Linked DNA regions of Sus scrofa: region 1 is linked to region 2. The links are chromatin contacts, called in public Hi-C maps. All regions are on one chromosome and are shown on one strand. The core of a region is the stretch at or near the end of the contact, and the rest is flanking DNA. Distances in the headings are between cores, read along the strand shown.

Region 1 (3,686 bases), core at 976-3,475, 300 kb before region 2:
GGGCGAGGCGGCCGCGGCGGCTGCGCCCACGGCCCGCTCACAGACGCGGGCACCCGCCACCCGCGCCCGTCTGCTCAGGTAGTAACGAGCGAGGCCTGGACTCCGGGCACAGCAGGCGACGTGAGCACAGGAACCGACACCACCCCCTGGCAGGAGGCTCCTTCCGCGGCAGCCCTGCAAACACGTGCTCAACTCTGGGGCTCCTGACACCGTCAGCCCCACAGTGGCCAGTCCTGGGCCCCCAAAGGGCCGGGCATCTCCCCTGAGGCCCGTCAGGGGCTCTGGGTCCACACTCCCACAGGCCAGAATCCGCCCCGGGCACCCACACCCACGCAGAGGCCCAGCCCTCTCCCTCTGCCCCCACCACCTGAAGACCCCAGGACCTCTGGCCAGAAGGGTTCGGGGGGACCTGCACTGCCCTCTAGGGGTGCTGGCAGCCCGGTGGAGACGGGGACGGCAGAGACCCGGTCCCCTGCCCCACAGCTGGGCTCAGTAACCCTCCCCCCGAAAAGACACCCCCAGACAGTGAGCTGGCCACACTCAGAATCATTAAAGCTGCACAACCGAACCACCAAGGGGGAGAGGGCACAGCAAGGATTTTTTTTGGGGGGGCGTTCCCGTCGTGGCGCAGTGGAAACGCATCCCACTAGGAACCGTAAGGTTGTGGGTTTGATCCCTGGCCTCACTCTGCGGGTTAAGGATCCGGCGTTGCCGTGGTGTGGCTCCAGCGGTCGCAGATGCCGCTCGGATCCCCCGTGGCTGTGGTGTAGACCGGCGGCTGTAGCTCCGATCCGACCCCCAGCCTGGGAACCTCCATGTGCCGCGGAAGCGGCCCTAAAAAAAAAAGAAAGAAAACACGAGACCGTTTTTTCTTCGTCGGACAAAGGCTAGCGGCAAACTCGCCGCGAGAGACACTTCACAGCGAGGGGCTCTGGAGGAGGCCGCCCAGGGCCGGGGGGACGGGTCGCGCGCAGCGAGTACCTCGGACCTCTCCGTCAGCTTCCCGAGAACGGCTTCCAAGCTGGAGATCCGCAGTTCGTGCTCTCGGTGCGAGGCCTCGGAGTCGGCCTGGAAGAGGGCCAGGAGCGGATGACGGTGGAGAAGGTCAGGCGACGAGGAGGCCGCACCCAGCCCGGCGAGAGCCCGGCCGGCTTTTCCAGACCCGGGAGACGGCTCCCCGGGCGGCCCGTCGCCCCCGGGAGCGCCCGCCTGGCAAGCGGAGTGGTTACTCCTCGTTCGACAAACGCCGGAGCCGGAAAGGCGCGCCCTGCGCACAGGGAGGCGGAGCACAGCCCGCCACCGCCTCGGTCCGACGGCGCGTCCCCGGAGCTCAGCTGCCAGGGGAGAAGCCGTCCCGGGAGCTCAGCTGCCAGGGGAGAAGCCGTGTGCAGGCGGCCGCGCGGCTGGGGCGAGAAGCGGCGGCTGGGGCGAGAGGCGAGCCGGGAAGGGCGGGCTGCGCTGAGGCCTAGACAAAGCCCCGCCACAGCCAAGCCAAAGCGCACCCACCCGGGCAGCAAGGACAGCCTGGCCCTCCCGAGCCGCTCAAGCCCCGGTCAGAGGGACTCGGAGGGGCCCCGGACCCTCATCGCAAGAGCTCCCTCACTGACTTATATCCCTCTCGCTCTAGACTGCAGCCGCCGGGACTCCAACCATCTGCCACCGCAGAGCTGAGGGGTGACGAGGGGCCGGAGGAGCCCAAGCCTGGTCTGGGGAGGGCCGGCCCCCGGGGCCTCACCGCCCCACCCTCCCCGCGCAGCCCCGCCCCTCCCGCGCTGCCCCGCCCTCCCCGCGCAGCCCCGCCCTCCCGCCCTGCCCGCGCGGCCCCGCCCCTCCCCTGCCGCACTGACCCCTCCCCGCGCAGCCCCGCCCCCGGGACACCGGGAGACCCGTGTTACTCAGTGCCCATCAATTTCAATTCTCGGCTCTCTGCCAAGATGAGAGGCACCAGGAAGGAACACTTGTCGAGACAGGGGGCAACGACTGCCTATCTTACAGATTTCACTCCCAAACACCTAAGCGAAAAATCATTCTGGAACTTAATAAGCCTCGGTTTTGAGGAAGGGGACGGACAGTCCTTTCCCTGAGAAGCAGGTAAGATGCGAACACACAGGCCGCCAGGCCCACAAGGACGCCGACTCCTCTTAACTATTTCACAGCCTTGAGCTACTTCTCATCACAGATGTGAACTTTCTAAACAAACGTTGACAAGAGTACAAAGTACAAACCGAATCCTGCTGACACCGCCCGTGAGGTTTTACAGTCCGGTGTTCAGCGCACCCGCCAATGAAACATGCAGGCTGGGGCAGGCACTGGGCCCACAGTCCAACCAGTGGCGCTCCTGGGCGTCACCGCAGCATCTCTGCCCACCCCCAGCTCCTCGGCGCCCTCCGTGCACCCCTCGCCCACCCCCAGCCGCACAAGTGGCATCTCCTCTGGGGGCGTCCTGGTCCCCCCAGCCAGGAAGCCACACTGCCCTCCGTGCCACCTGCTACTCCACCTCTCACTGCTCCTTGCCCCAAAGGGAACACAAACCACCCGAGCACGTCCTGGTGTTTACCTGGGAGCTCGACGGCCCGGGGGCGCCCATCTCCTCGAAATGCTGCCCCACGGCATGCCTCACCAAGGACAGGAGTCCTTCCCCACCGCCGTCCATCTGCTCCACCCGCGCCTGGAGTTTCTGGAGCAAAGCCACCAGTTCTCGAAGCTTCTCGTCATGGTGGTGACACTGTCCTGACAACGAGGTCACCTGCCTTTCGACTTCACTCATCCGATGCCAGTGGAAAGCCTCAGTGCCAGCCTGCAACAGTGAAAGGTGTGTTCCAAAGGCAACACAAGGGAGAAATTAAATTGGGCATCAAAAAAATCTTAAGTAGGAGCTCCCGTTGCGGCGCAACAGAAACAAACCCGACTAGTATCCATGAGGACATGGGTTCGATCCCCGGCCTCGCTCAGTGGGTTAAGGCTCCGGTGTTGCCGTGAGCTGGGGCTGTAGGTCGAAGTTTCGGCTCAGATCCCGTGTTGCTGTGGCTGTGGTGTAGACCTGCCGTGTAGGTGTAGACTCCTAACCTGGGAACCTCCATATGCTGAGGTGCGGCCCTCAAAAGACAGCAACAACAACAACAACAAACAAAACTTAAGTGTAGGATAAGTAAAAACCACAAAACATTATGGAGAAACGTCAACTCCGACACACACACACACACACACACGAAGAGGAAAGCATGAAGGCGTTCGTCCTTAGCGAGTTCCCACAGGTGGCAGGCTACGGGTGGTTTTTATTTTCCCCTACGTACTTCTTAGATTTTCCAAAGTAACGAAATGCTTTAATTAAAATTGACTGAATAATGAGGCTGCCTGAAATGCAGGCACACCCGGCATGCCTGGGCTCTACAGACGCGGCAGCCTTCGTGACCCTGCGCCCGGCGCCCGCAGCGCCCTTCCCCCAGCAGCACCTGCTCACTGCAAGTCTGTGTCCTGCTCTGGTAATTCTCAAAACCGTTCAGACTCTCCACCAACAAAAGATCAAAGCCTCAGATGACAGCTAGCACCTTTTAGCAATAAAATATTTTTTTTTTTTTTTTGCGAGCAGATTACTTTTTTTTTTCTTTTCGTCTTTTTGCCTTTTCTAGGGCCGCTCCCGCGGCATATGGAGGTTCCCAGGCTAGGAGTCTAATTGGAGCCATAGC
Region 2 (3,870 bases), core at 1,235-3,734:
GGAGAGTGAGTTCTGGGGGCTGGGCCCACCTCTCCTTCCCCGAGGATCTGCCCAGGCGGGGCTCACGGGGCCTGCTCTGCCCCTGCTCTGCCCCTCTGGGCCGCCCAGAGCACAAGCGTCCCTGGGATGTCCAGGCCAGGCCGTCCAGCGCCCCAGCCGTCCAGCGCACTCCCGAGGCCCGGGAACATGGAATCCCGCGTCTGTCAGTGCCTGTCAGCCCCGCTGCCAGCCTGAGCCTAATTGCTTAATTTGCACTAATTCTCATGCCATTAATACACGCCGCCTAAAATAACATTGCCTAGAAAACGAACTTGTCTGTGACACTATTTTTATCTTTTTTTTTTTGAGGAAAAAAAAGTGAGTCACGTTGTCTACATTTCCAGCTGTTTTCCATTTCTTTCCCTGTATTTGCTGCTTGGTGCTCAACTTGGAGATGGGATTCTGGGAGAACTCTACCGGCAGGGGAGACTGGGTACCAGACCCAAGGCCCCCTTGGCGGCCAAGCGTCCACCCTGGGGTGTGCTGGCACCCACACTGTCCACACCTGGGCCCTGACTCCGGCCGCGTCCGAGGCTCCCAGCATGCCCGGCGTCCACCTGCGGGGCCCCTGCATCCTCGTAGTTGTGTGGAGGCTTGTTCCCTCCGGGGCTGCCGGGTGGTGAGGCAGGGGCCCCGGCAGTGCTGGGGCATCGATTCTCCCGGCGTGAGGGAGTGGCCCCAAAAAACCATCCGCCCCCCTGCCCCTTGGGGCCCACAAGCCTCTTGGCAGGTCCTGGCGCAGCTCACAGCTCCCCCTCCCATGGGCGTGAGGGGCAGGAGGTCCCAGGGGCTGTTTTTCCAGGTCGTAGGACAATGTCAGGCCCTGGTGACAGCACAGAGCTGAGCCTCCGGACTCCACGCGGGTTGCTCTGAGCAAGCATGTGTGCGTGTGCCCGCGTGCGCCTCCGTCCGAGGGCCCCTGTGCGCACACACGTGTGCGTCCCCAGGCGCAGACGCGCCCGTGAGCTCCTACGGCAGAGGACACCTGTGTGCGCACACGTGTCTGCACGCGTGTGGACAGGGAGGGCGCGGGGCCAGAGCGCTCCCGGAGACCCGCGCTTGACACGCGGCCAAGCTGTCTCCATTGTCATGTCAACTAAATATTTCCAGCCCCACAACCAGGGGCTCCGGAGCGCGCCGTCTCCTTGCCGCTCGCAAACCCCGGCCAGACTTCCAAACCGCTAGGCAGATTTCAAGTCCCTTTTTTTAGCTGCCGAATGAAAAAAATAAGCAAACACAAATCTGCTGATCCCAGGCCGCCTCCTCTTCTGGAGATTTAATTTCTGAGCTTTGATCCGATAACCGGGACCCCGAGGACTTGTTGTTTCTCAATAATGAACTGAATGTTTGCGCTCTGAGCCTGAACTTTTCTGGTTTGGGGAAAAATATGACTTTCCATAGAAGCTCTTTGATGCGGCCAGTGGCGCTGTCCACACAGGAATGAAAAGGCCTTTCAGAGGGCCGGCGGCGGTGGGAGGGGGCGGCCAGGCCGGGGCCGTGGTGCCAGCCCTCAGGACAATTGATGCCCCCACCGGGCCTGGCCCACAAGGGAGGTGTGGGCCCTCTGCTCCCTTCCTTGGGGGCCCAGCATCCTCGTCCCACCACAAAATGTCGGGGACTTGCGGGGTCAGGGACCCCCCAAAGAGGGGTTGGACAGAGAACCCAGGATGAACTTGGAACCCAGAACTGTCCAGTCCAGGGGGCTCCCCCGGAGTAAATCCTCCGGTCAAGTTAGAGCCTCCACCCCAGATGGGGCAGGCCCCTGCTCTAGACGCGGGGCCGGAAGCAGGACAGGCTGCGAGGGCCGTCCCTGCAGGTGGTACCCCCCTGAGAGCCAGAGAAGGGCACCCTGCAGGTGTACGGGCAGCGTGGGCGCCAGGGCAGAGGTCAAGGCACAGCCTCCTCAGCACCCCAAGCCCCCCCGCACCCCTCAGCTTGGGATCCCCGGCCTGCACCGCCTCATACAGCTTGGGGGGGATTGTGGAAGCCAGGCCGGGCCCAGTGTCCTTCTTAACTCGCAGGCTGCTGCTTCCTGGCCCTGAAGCCGTCGGGATGGCCGCACTTTCCTGGGAAACGACCCGACCTTCCCCGTCAGGGAGGGGGTGAGCCTGGGCCCCTCCCGGCCCAGCCCAGGTGGCTGTTTTCACACTTCAAATGGCCTTTTCCCCAGAGAGCAGCTCTGTGAGCTGGGCTGCGGCAGGCCTGTCCCCAGAGGCCAAGAAGCAAACGCGGTTGGTTATCCGCCCCAATAATGAGCCCCCAGGGAAGCCTGGGAAAAACGCCCGCCCTTCCTGAAGATTCGGCCCTGGACCTTGTCCCCACTGAGTCTGCTGTCAGCGCTGAGGCCAGGCCGGCTGATGCCTCGGCAGAGCCGGGCCTTGGACGAGCGCTCAAGTGTGTCCCCACCGCCCTCCCCCTGCCCCCCCGACCTGGGCTGGCACCTGCAGCCGCCTGACCCGGCCGCAGACCTCAGAGTCCCGCGTCTGGATCCACTCCTGGCCCAGGGCGGGACCTGGACACGCCTGAAAGAGAAAGTAAACAACTGAATTAACAGGTAATACAGTGGTTGGGTTCCAAACGCCAGGCAGGTTTGGAGCTAGCAAGGAGCCCAGCAGGAAGACGAAGTCTCGGCCCCCCAGCGACAGCCTGTCGGCATCGCCGCCTCGTTATCCGAGGCAGAGGCCCCCTGCTCGTGCCCGCCGACAGGGAGGCTGCGCCGGCTGTTCAGGGACTCTCTGTACCATCTTCACAGTTTTTCTGTAAATCTAAAAACATCCTAAAATAAAGGGTTTATTTAAAGAACAGTTGGATGGGGGCTGGCGCCATGGGACCCAGCCGGCATCTCTCGGGCTGAGGCCCAGGGGCACCAGAGGCTGCAGTTCTAACCCAGAGGGAGGACAGAGGTTGGCTGAGTGGCCAGCGGGCAGTGGTGCTCAGATCCAGGGCATCTTCTGAAGGCTGAGGCTCAGGCCCAGTTGCCTGAGGAGGAGGACGGAGCTGTACTGACTCGTGGGCAGGAGGGGGACCTGGGAGCGGCATGGGGGTTCCGTCCCCGGGTGTCCTGACTTAGAGAAAGAAGTACCCTCCTCTTCCCACCAGAGGCCCCGTAATGACCCGGCAGGGACCGTTCCCACCCAAGCCTGCAGTGCAGACCCTGGCCTGGACCACCCAGTGTGCCCTGCTCAGGCCTCCAGTGCCCGCAGGTGATGGGCACATGGCCTCCGCTGGCCCATCAGGCCTGTTCCCGGCCCAGCCCTGACTCCCAGCCGTGGAGGAGAAGCAGGTGGGGCTGTTGCCGCCTTAGGAAGAAGCCAAAACCGAGGCTGAGCCAGGAGGCCCAGGGGTCGGCTTCTAGATTCTGTCGAGGGGCCGGTCACCCCTGGAGTCCCGCCCTGCCTCCCACTGCGCTGTGGGGAGGAAGGTCGGGAGGCCGGTTTGAGGCCGGCTCCCTCACTGTCAAGACACGTTTCTGTACACTGGAGGGGAGAGCGTCGTGGCTGTGACCTTGGCCATGGCACCCGGGCCCCACCCTGGCTCTGACACCTGGGACTTCTGAGCTCATTTCCATGCTGTTCATCTCCGGCGTCGGGGCTCACAGCCCCCCTCGGCTGCCGCGAGGTCGACGGGACGGTCAGCTGTCCGCTTACAGCAGGCTGGGCAGTGAGCGGGCCCTTCCCCGGCCAGGGCGCCCCTTGTCCAGGGCAGGCCCCTGGCGCCGCAACCCGGCCAGACAAGCCCCGTTGCCCGGTCCAGCGACGGGCTCTCCCTCTGCCCTCAGAGCAGTGGCCCCTCCACCACGGAGGGCCCAGGCCCCGCAGCCTCTCCTTTCCT

The links. A called contact is a pair of places that touch in the nucleus more often than the background predicts.
Region 1: a Hi-C map of liver shows a contact between it and region 2, with 3 times the contacts expected there. The contact joins two enhancer-like sites. A contact is called at or near these places in 15 of 47 Hi-C or Micro-C datasets (alveolar macrophages, embryonic fibroblasts, epiblast stem cells and 10 more) and 2 of 2 datasets of contacts at active chromatin or transcription factors (alveolar macrophages and skeletal muscle).

The regions. Positions count from the first base shown.
Region 1 is chr3:518,305-521,990 of Sscrofa11.1, reverse strand. It overlaps SUN1 (SUN domain-containing protein 1), which reads right to left. Exons shown (of 24, transcript XM_021085939.1): 14 at 2,558-2,797; 15 at 982-1,068. All of the region lies in intron 1 of LOC110259828 (a long non-coding RNA gene), which reads left to right. Among named protein-coding and RNA genes, the nearest start is that of GET4, 13 kb to the left of the region's middle. Within about 2 kb of position 2,225, at least 14 of the 83 cell types and tissues checked have an H3K27ac peak or open chromatin away from gene starts, as enhancers often do. A contact at or near this core is called in liver, where this site is marked.
Region 2 is chr3:221,320-225,189 of Sscrofa11.1, reverse strand. No RefSeq gene overlaps it. Among named protein-coding and RNA genes, the nearest start is that of FAM20C, 64 kb to the right of the region's middle. Within about 2 kb of position 2,484, at least 17 of the 83 cell types and tissues checked have an H3K27ac peak or open chromatin away from gene starts, as enhancers often do. A contact at or near this core is called in liver, where this site is marked.